2 separate regions of the Anas platyrhynchos genome follow, and region 2 is linked to region 1. Evidence: chromatin contacts called from public Hi-C data. All regions are on one chromosome and are shown on one strand. Each heading gives the region's core, a stretch centred on a gene start, on an enhancer-like site or on the middle of the called end of the contact. The rest is flanking DNA. Distances are from core to core; before and after follow the strand shown. Region 1 overlaps LOC101794316 (tyrosine 3-monooxygenase). Region 2 overlaps PARPBP (PARP1 binding protein).

What was found. A called contact is a pair of places that touch in the nucleus more often than the background predicts.
Region 2: a contact with region 1 is called in a Hi-C map of liver, with 4 times the contacts expected there. The contact joins two enhancer-like sites. A contact is called at or near these places in 2 of 8 Hi-C or Micro-C datasets (liver and skeletal muscle).

The regions. Positions count from the first base shown.
Region 1 is chr1:58,480,566-58,485,342 of IASCAAS_PekinDuck_T2T, reverse strand. LOC101794316 (tyrosine 3-monooxygenase) reads right to left here. Exons shown (of 12, transcript XM_005022557.6): 8 at 4,270-4,339; 9 at 2,513-2,569; 10 at 1-2. Among named protein-coding and RNA genes, the nearest start is that of PAH, 64 kb to the right of the region's middle. Within about 2 kb of position 2,527, at least 1 of the 8 cell types and tissues checked has an H3K27ac peak or open chromatin away from gene starts, as enhancers often do.
Region 2 is chr1:58,753,727-58,759,054 of IASCAAS_PekinDuck_T2T, reverse strand. The region is part of intron 6 of PARPBP (PARP1 binding protein); the gene reads left to right. Among named protein-coding and RNA genes, the nearest start is that of NUP37, 17 kb to the left of the region's middle. Within about 2 kb of position 2,959, at least 1 of the 8 cell types and tissues checked has an H3K27ac peak or open chromatin away from gene starts, as enhancers often do.

The DNA.
Region 1 (4,777 bases), core at 1,278-3,777:
AGCTGATAACAAGAACAATTTGTGAAAATCACAGTCTCAAGAGGCAATTCAATTTTAAGCTTTTCATTTTTCCTTCCTTCTAATGTATTTTATCCCTAGTCCTTAATGTTTTTGTATCTTCAAATTTTACAGCTATATATTTTAAGTAAATTACTTTTTCTCTTCAACATATAACACACACAAAAATCACAATACATATTTTTTCAAAACTTGCCATCCTTTCCATTCTCACTCTCTCCAAAAATAAAAAGAAAAAACTGCTAATGATACTATCTGTTTTTAAATAAATTAGCTTTGAGCTGCCTTATAGTTGAAAACTGACAGTTTTCAATACATACTCCCAAAAGCACAGGTAGACACCCACAGAGGGTTCAAGACCTTAGAAAGGTCCTTGAAAAGGCAATTCCCTTCCTCCTTTCTCTAGCATTCATCAGAACTGAGGAATGACTTATTCCTTAGCAGCAATGTACCCTTTAAGATTATACGAATTCCATCATCATCTTGCTGCAATAGAAAATAAAGATGCATCTTTTTTTTTTTTTTTTTCTTGCAATAAAGCACGACTGGGACCATACTTCCTTTACCTGCTGGACAGTGATGGGATAAAAGCAATTGTTGGCTCTGGTAACCTGTTAGCCCTTCCTTTATTATACTATCTAAGGAAATGAACAGTGGAAGAACAATTCTGCACAGCTTGACCCCTAAGCTGATGGATAGTTGTTGTGCAAAACACGGAAAACAAAATACAACTCAAGAATATGGTTTTGTGCTGCAACTCTTCAGGGTCACTTTAGGGACACAAGAGACACATAGCTCTTTGCTGCTTCATTTGCAGGGTTCAGGTTAGCATTCTCAGCATCCTTCTCAAAGAATTGCAAGCACTTCACAAAATAATGTGAAACTATATTCTGTCTATGTTGTCACTCTCTTTCTCTTTCTTTCCCCAACCTTCTTTGATATGCATCTTCTGATTTTGATGATTTTGGGGTTTAGCCTACAAATTTACAACTAAAGAAGCACCATGCCAAGATGTTTCTTTTTGCAAAACTCAGAGCTGCTTTTACTAAAATTCCAGTGATAATTCTCCATTATTCTTGTGTTAATAATCTTGATTCTTACTATTTCCAGTGAAAAGCCTTTCAAGTATCTCATGATTTTGCAGAAAGTGACAGTGAGACATGGGACAATGCTCTCGGAGAAGGATTTTTTAATTTATTTATTGTTTTTAAGTCGTTCCTTAGATATCATTTATTTGGCTCTTAGTGAGGTTCTTTTGGTTCTTAGTGTCTTAACAGGGTACAAGACACAGTATTTGTGGCCCACTGTGGAGAACGTGACTACTCTTAACTTTCCATCTCTTGTGTATGGATCTACCTGCTTAGAAAACTCATGGAACTGAAGGAACTAATGTCATTTCAACATTTGTTGTACATATGTTATAGACCATGAAAAAAGTCATGATTCTTTTAAGAAACTCTTAGGTAGCTTAGATATTGCCATATTACCTAAGATAGATAACTCTTTGTAATGAATGGAGAATGATAGGGATTTCTAGAGAGAAACAAGAATTTATGGTAGACATCTATGTCTCGGTAGAGAAAGCATTAAAAGTTCTCTATTTTCACTTTCTGATGAAGAAACATTAAAAAGGAGCCTAGATTAGATGTCTGAACTTTTTATAAAAAAAAAATGAAGATTGAGTGGTTAATCCAGAATATGTTTACTGTTCTGAATACATGAATGGTACTTAGTAAATGCTATTCTCACGAATTCTGAACTGCACGTAACTCTTTAAAAAAGGTTCCTTTGTTCTACCTCCCTAAACCCCAGATGACACTGAAAATTTCAGATCTAGCACCCATTGTTCTGCTAACTTTACCCTTTAAGACTCTTTTCTTCCCCTGAAAAAAATAATCATGACAGTGAAATAGCTGCTATTATCGGAAAAAAAAATAAAATAAAATAAAAAATCTGGCCTCCAGCATATTTTCAGACTAAGATGGGAGCTACAGGTTGCATGAGTCATTCTCACAGATTGTATACAGCCTAGGGATTCAGAACCAAGTGAGAGTACCTGCTGCCAAAGAGCTCACCTATTTCGTGAGATTAGCAAATAAAGGGCACCCTGAATTCTGATTGCCCCCTGCACCATCGAGTATACATATAATCACATCGAGTATACAGTCAATTAGATGAATCTATAAAGTGAGTCAGAACCCTCCCATTGCTGAAACTGTAGAGGCTCAGCTTCAGAAACATACTCTTATGGCAGCAAAAAGTGTAAGTATTTCCTCAAAGTGGAATCATGTGCTTCTGGGCTCCCTTGGAGGGACTCCAGCTCCTGCTCCAGCACCTCCCTAACCTGTGGATGAGGAGAAGACAATTCTGCTGCTGCTCCTATTTTTGTGTAGCTAAGCCGAGACACTAAAGAAGAGCCTTCCCTGAACAGTGAGGAATACGAAGTGAGTCCTTTGGTTTTTGCCTCTGATACTAAACTGCTGTCTGTACTTACTGTGGCTAGTTTCTCAATCTCTGTTTCAGATGATCCAAGAGAAGCCAGTCCAATATCCTAAAGCAAGTAAGCAAGCAGTCAGTGTTACACCAGTGTGATTATTCAGCCCAAGGGAGAGAAAGAGGGGAAGGGGGAGGACCACATCATTTCTAGCATGAATAGCATGAACTATTCATTGTTTTTGTCACCCAAAATGACCTTCCATGGCTTCCAGGATGCCTACCTCTCCCTGGCCCCCAGCTACATACCACTGGGAGCCACATTAGATGAGTGTTTAATCCTCAGAGTTCTCTGTGTAAAGTTAACCATCTCTTGGCTTAATGCTGGACTATCTCAGGCACAGATTTGAAGGGAGGAATGAGAAGTAAGGACTGGAAGGTGGGTTTTATTTTTTCCATACCTTTTAGTCTCTCATTCTCTCTCTGACAGCCCTTATCGGTATGTCAGATACATGCAGGGAGGATGCTGTGTACTCACAACTATGTTCTCTGTTAATTACTGTTCCCACAATAATTTACTGTAGGTGTCTCCTCTTAACTATCCTGGGAGCTGTATTGTGCAGCAGACAAACAAAGCTATTCCCTATTCCTCATTCATCTTTTCATGTTGAATGGAATAAAAATGAATGTTTATGGGGTGAATTTCAGCTGTGAAAATACTTTTTGAAAACGTGAAATGCAAATTGTGAAAATTAATGTTATTCCATGTTGTATAGTCTGTGTTACAGGCAGAGAAAGAGTAAAGCTGAAAGGTTTGAGATTGCTATAATGTCTTTTCTAAGGTGTCTTCAGTTCTGGTGTTGAACTGAACTGAGGAGAGTTCTTCCAAAGACAATTACAGACCTTGAGGATACTTTAACAACTACTATATTGAATCTGATAATAGCCAATATATATGACCAGAATGGAAACTGGCATGTATCCAAGTTGATGCAATTGGAAACCACATATTGTGAGGTGAAGTGGCTTTATTTTCAGATATTCTATCAGGGATCAACATCATATAACCCCTCTGCACTTATTGTCAGTTTCCACACTGGCCACTGATTGATAACCCTAGAATACGAGTTATCTTTATCCCTCTGCTATGGTTTTGAGGCACACGTATAGTTCTGAAGTCTTTAGTTGCACAAGGTCATTGAGTTCACTTGGGTCTGACACTGACAGCTCATACCAAATGGTCTCTTTTGTACAAAGAAGCTCTGTTTTCTTTTTGGAGCCTCCTCGCCAGTGTGAGCAATGCTGTGAGAATCTGGTGAGTTGTAAAAGGAAAAACATCTCAAATGAATGACATGGTGATGGACACAATTAAAGTATCATGTGAGATAAAAAATGTACATCCAGAGGCAGAGCCAGCTTAGGGGCGTGATGGCTGTTGGTGGTTGGGTTGGTTGGTGTGGCATCAGACAGGAAGCTTGGGGAATAAGATAGTCTATACAGCTCAAACAAGCAGCACTGCAGAGGCTCCACTGGCATCCTGCTGCAGGCTGACTTGGCTCTCCCACAGAGATGTCCCACCAACACTGCTTGCCCTTCCTTTTACAAAATGTCCACAGGGAGCAGTGCTCCACTGTGCGCCACTCCCTTGGAGTATTTATCTCCTCAGGCACTGCTAGCCCACTACTGCTGGAGGTTGTGACTCAGACACACCCAAGTCTTAAAATAACATTTCAAGCACGGTGAGCTGCCTGCCTTTGAGGCTTGTCTGGCCTGCTACCCAGAGCAATTGGTTAACAGCTAGCAGAACAAGCTTCTTACCTGGGAGAATTGGGCAAACTCCTTATTGGCTAGCATGGGAACATGACCCAGCAACTCGTGGCAGCAGTCTCTGGAAAACAAGTGACCTTCACATTTAATTAAAGTGGTTTGTATGTTTGTTTGTTTGTTTGTTCTCCCTGCTCTACGTGAACATCCTATGAAAGGCTTTAGCCAACAGACCTCCCAAGGGAGCTAGTGTGAGGATTGCAACTGTTTTAGTTACTCTGCAGTAGGTGCCTCTGTACCTGGCCGAGCTTTGCAGAGAGTTTGACAAAGCATTCCCTTCTGCCATGGGGATCCAGCTGCCCCCCACTACACTGGCTATTGTCTCACTTGGGATGGCATGGGCAATAGTCTCCTATGTCACAACATCTTTGAAAAGACCCTGTTTTGTCCCAGCATACAACAAAAACGTCTGTGTGAACTTGTAATTTCTCATGAAATGTAATTGCTGCTGTCTGGCCAGCACTTACTGGGAGAGTTTCACAGCAGGGAATCAAACCCCAGC
Region 2 (5,328 bases), core at 1,710-4,209, 270 kb before region 1:
ATTAAATTTTTACCTTCACATATATGTATTTGAATAGTTCCCTAATCATAATTGAATTAGAAAAATTAAGTCTTGTGGGTCTGATGAATACATACTGTTTTGCTTTTTCTTGCTCACTTATTACTTCAATTTTAACTCACTGTATTTATTCTCGTATAAAGGATTCTTCATTGCTACTCCTTTCTTTGGTAATAAGAACCGATAAATAATATTGGTTATTTAGCCGTTCTGTTCTCTTATTTTTAACTACATATGCCAAATGTAAGAACTGTTTCTTAGGGAGGCTTGTAAAGTTACTGGTTTTGCATGTTTCTGAAGACCTGATGCTAGTCTTCTTGGGCAGGATTATAAATGTGAGATTAATGACATACAAGTGGTAGGTGGTAGTATGACGTAATTTGAATTGGTAAGTGCTGGCTTTAGGACAAAAAACAAACAAAAAAAAAAGAACAGTTTAAGTATTATACAAGTTAGCAACTCTTTCATTTATAATCAGTAATTTTTCTAAACAGAATTTTAGCCAACTACCTGTAATACTTATGTGCTAAGGAAATTTTTTTGGTTAAATTGAGTCTAATCCATGCAGCCATGAAAACAATGTTGTAAGCAAACCATAGACATTATTACCATTCAGATTCCACTGATGTTGGAAGTATCTTTGTAATTTCTTTTTTTTTCAGTTTTTGTTTTAATTTTTAATGCTGCTACTTGTTTCTTTCATTTGAACATCTTGAATGCCTGAGGCATGCTGTCTGTGGTGATTGTTAAAGAAAACTTCCGAGTCAACTTCCAATGTATGCTTTTTTCTACATTTAAATCATGTCTGGCACTATACATTCATAAAAATGAAAAAAGGAGAAACATTTATGTACGGACTTATCTTTTAGGGTGGAAAGACCACTTTTGCAGGTTTGTGTGACTCAGCAAGGTGTAACATAAAATGCTACATTGCATTAATTACCCATCTGTTTAAAGCATGTAAGAAAAATCAAAGTAGCTGGAAAAATTGCAGTGTAACTGGAAGAATTCTCTAGAGCTTAGTAATTATTTTCTAATCCCTGTTGCTGTCCCTGCTGTCCTTTTCTTCATCATTCTAGTTCCTATTTTCATTCCATATAGGTGGTATGACAATATCTTTCACTTTAGGATATAAGTTCTGTAAATAGAAAATTCTATCATGTTCAGTAGATTGCATGTATATGTGTAGGTGTCATTGTTTGTGTCACTGACCAAGAATAAAAGCAGGCTGTACTATGTATTTTTTGTTCTTGTACTCTTTATGGGGTTTATAACCACAAGATGTAAAATACTACTATTGTGTTTATTTGTTTCTATATTTATGTAGTAGCTAAGTGGTTATAGAAATGTACCACTTGGTTGGCTGTCTTCAGAAGAATCTTCATTAGTCTGCTGCAGTCCTCAAAAACCGTAAGGATTGCAACGTTGGTGAACAAAAAGAAGCCACTCAATTTTCCTTAAGTTTTCAGTAAGCCATGTGAGTGGGGACAGCCTGCATGTCCTGTCTGTGATTTTTTTTACAGGTGTTATGAATTCTAGAAGTACTTCTGCAAAAGAAGTTTCTCTACTTCTGTTACTACTGCAGTCTGAAGAGCAGAGAAAAAAGCAACAGTGCAAAATTTTTAGTTGCTTAGTCTTTAGAAGCCAGCTCAGAAATTTGAGAGCAAACTGGGCAATCTGTCTGTGACATTGCTATTTCTTTGCTGTAAATGTTAGCCAAGCTACAAAATTAGGTCTTGGTATTTTCTATGCTACAAGAAACATGCAGTATTTTTGGCTGTTTACTTAATAATTTGAAGTCTGTTACTTCACTGTTTGAGCTTGTTAAAGTGGAAACCCTATGAAACTTGAACTTCTGTAAAATACAGAGTAGCCAAATAAATGCTGAGTTGATTGTGGAACACAATCTGTCAAAAAGACTTTCTTCATCTGCTTGAGTCATGTTCTTTCTTTTAAAACCTAGAAATTTAGTTGAGAGTGTTGGACATTGATGGGATGTGCTTAAGAATATTTTGAATGTAATAGATATGGTGCAACCAATTGTCTGCTAATCTATGGAGAATAACAAATGTTCTCACGCTCAAGTCTTTCATCTAAGAAAGAAAGTGAACAGTAGATGAGATGAAAGCTGTAGGATAGTGGAAATCTCATGAAACTTATTTGATTCAAGTGTGGCACAAAGTTTAAGCAGACCTGATAGCCACAGAAATGCAAAGATTCAACGAATTTCAGTAGTTTTGAGGAGTGTGCAATGAGCAGAACAAGAGAACAAGCATTCTTATAAGTCTCTGGAATGTTGAAATAGTTGAAGTTTGCCTCTCCTCATTCTCCAGTTGTGCAAGATCAGAAGAAATTACAAATACTTCAAAAATCAGTAGCATGAACAGTTCTTCAAGTTTGGGGGTGCTCTAATACTTGTAACCCTAAAACTATTTATAAATGCTGTACATAGACTTGGGCAACGCTCACAAAGTATATTATGCAAGATCCCCATTTACTTGTTCTTGTCTCTTGACAAGAAATGTATCAATGTTGTGTTTGGAATTGAAGTAGATGATTTTACACCTGGTGATCTTGAGCCTCATTTATGATGGTATAAACAAAAGACTGCAGTACTCATCCATCATTCCTTTTCTTTTAGACCAATAATGCTTCTTGCTTCCCGAAAGAACTTTTTCTATTTCTGGAATGACGTTTTAAGTTCATAAAAGCTGTGTGTGACTTATGCTTTTCCATGACTCAGTTTAGTCTTATTTGTTGCTGTGATTTTTGCTTCGTATGCATGTGTCTATATATATATATATATATATATATATATATGCTACTCTACAAAACTAGTGTAAAGTTGGTAGACAGGCAGTAGTTTTCTTCTTGAATCGGGCCCTGATTTCGTTGTAAGAGTACTGGCCACTAGGTGACACTATTGCACAGCTCACAGTACTAGTAGTTTAAGCCTAACAGCTGTATTAAGTGTTCCATTTCAACACCTTTGAGTGAGCGTGATGCTTTGGAGAGGGTCTTCGGTTCAGGCCCAAAAATAGTCTTCTACAGTCGATTTTAGAAGTTATACAATTTGACTTGACTATGCTTGTGAATTAGTGCATTGAGCTGTCTGGTAGTAGGGAAAATGCTATTACTCAAGTTGCTTTTGTGAAACTGTGATTGTAGCTGTAGGTACAGTAGTATTTTAGGATAGAAAGCATATGAGACTTGATTTGATCTTGTTCTGAATGTTTGGATTAATTGGTTAGTATTCACACAGCCCTAGAGTTTTGTGTTCTAAAGTTGCTGGAAAACTGTAAGCATGTGCAAAGCAGTGTCTATAAGACTCTTTAAACTTAAGATTGTAAAATAATTCAGGTTGGAAGGAACATCAGGAAGTTTTTGATCCAACATCCTGCTCAAAGCAGAGTCAATTATGAGGTCAGCCTAGGATAATCAAGGCGTTATCCAGTCAGGCTTTGAAAACGTCCAAGGACAGACACAGCAGCATCTTTCTTGGCAACCTGTTCCACTACTTGAGTGTCCTCATGGTGACTTTTTTCTTCCCTGAAACCAGTTGGGACCTGTCTGGTTTCAGTTTGTGCCTGTTCTCTCTTTTCTGTCTGCTAACAGCCAACATGAAGAGCCTGGCTTCATCTTCTTGATTACTTTCTTGTAGGTATCAGAAGGCTATTAGTAGATTCCCCTGAAGCCATTTTCTTCTCCAGACTGAACAAGCTGTTCCCTTAGCTTCTCTTCATAGGGCATGTCTCCCTGACCATCTTGGCAGCTCTCTGCTGAATTTACTCCAGTTTATCAATGTCTTTCCTGGACTGGGGGGCCAAAAATTGGATGCAGTATTCTAAATTCAGTCCAATAAGTGCTGATTAGAGAAGGATAATCACATTCTTCAGACTACTGGCTACGCTACTGTTGATGCAGCCAAGGATACTGTTGGCCTTCTTTGCTGCCAAGGCACACTCCTGGCTTGTTTAGCTTGCTGAACATGCACCAAGACTCCCAACTTCTTTTCCACGGAGCTGCTGCTCAGCCAGTATCATTGCAAGGACTTATCCCTTTATATGACTTTGTATTTCCTGTTTTGTATTTTGTATGGTTCCTGTCACCCCTTTCTTCCAGTCTACCTAGGTATATCTGCATGGCAGCTCTTCCCTCAAGCATGTTGACTGTTCCACCCAATTTGGTGTCATCTGCAAACTTGATGAGCGTATAGTTTATCACCACCTCTAGGCCACTGACAAATATAAGTACATATATTTTTAAATAAAAAAGCAGGTTCTGGGTTAGCCCCCTATGGTGTTCCACAGAATGTGTTAACTACTGCTCTCAGTCTATTTTTCACTCAAAGTCTGAATGAACAGACTACGTCTTCCAAACTTGTCTATCTATTCAGTCTGCAATATCCAAAGTCGCATATGGCAGTACTGTCTGACAGTGAAAGCCTTCCTCTAGGCAAAGGAAGAAGGATGAATGGCATTTACCTTGTTTGTAAAACCAGTAATTTTATAACTGGGAGCAAGCTGATTTAAAATCCATGCCTGTACTTACCAGTCACCACCTTTTCCTTCATGTACTCAGAAATTATTTCCAAGAAGTCTTGCTCCATGCTCTTACTTTTTTTTTTTTTTATTAGAAGAACCTTTTCCTACCACTCAGCCTGACCTTCCCCTGTCGCAGTTCCATGCTCTTCCCTTGGGTCCTGTTGCTGTCACTAGAGAGCAGAGCTCAGCACCTGCCCCTCCACTCCCCTTGTGAGGGAGCTGCAGGCTGCTATCTGGCTTCCCCTCAGCCTCCTCTGCTCTGGGCTGAACAAACCAAGTGGCTTCAGCCACTCCTCATGCATCTTGTTCTCTAGACCCTTCACCATTTTTATAGCCTTCATTTTTACACTCTTTAACAGTAGAATCCAATTGGACCCCTTAAAATTACAAACAGCAGGTAGAGCAGCAAATATTGTGCAAGTTTGGGATGGGTTGGGAATTTATTATTAGCACAGTCATGGTCTTCTATCTCAGGGCCCCAGGGATTTCAGAGCCCATCACTGATGTTGAAGACAGATGGTGTTGAAGACTCTTAAAAAGCATTAAGAGTCTTTGCTTTGTCTATCTGCCTATTTGTGAGGTAACCATCCTCATCAACTAATGGACCTCCTTTTGCTTTTAACATACTTTAAAAAGCCCTTTTTACTGCCCCTCACAGTACTGGCCACTCTTAATTCTAATTGAGCTTTGGTTACACAAATTTTCTCCCTATACTGACAAACAGCGCCTCTGTAGTCCTCCCATGTTGCCTGACCTTGCTTCCAGT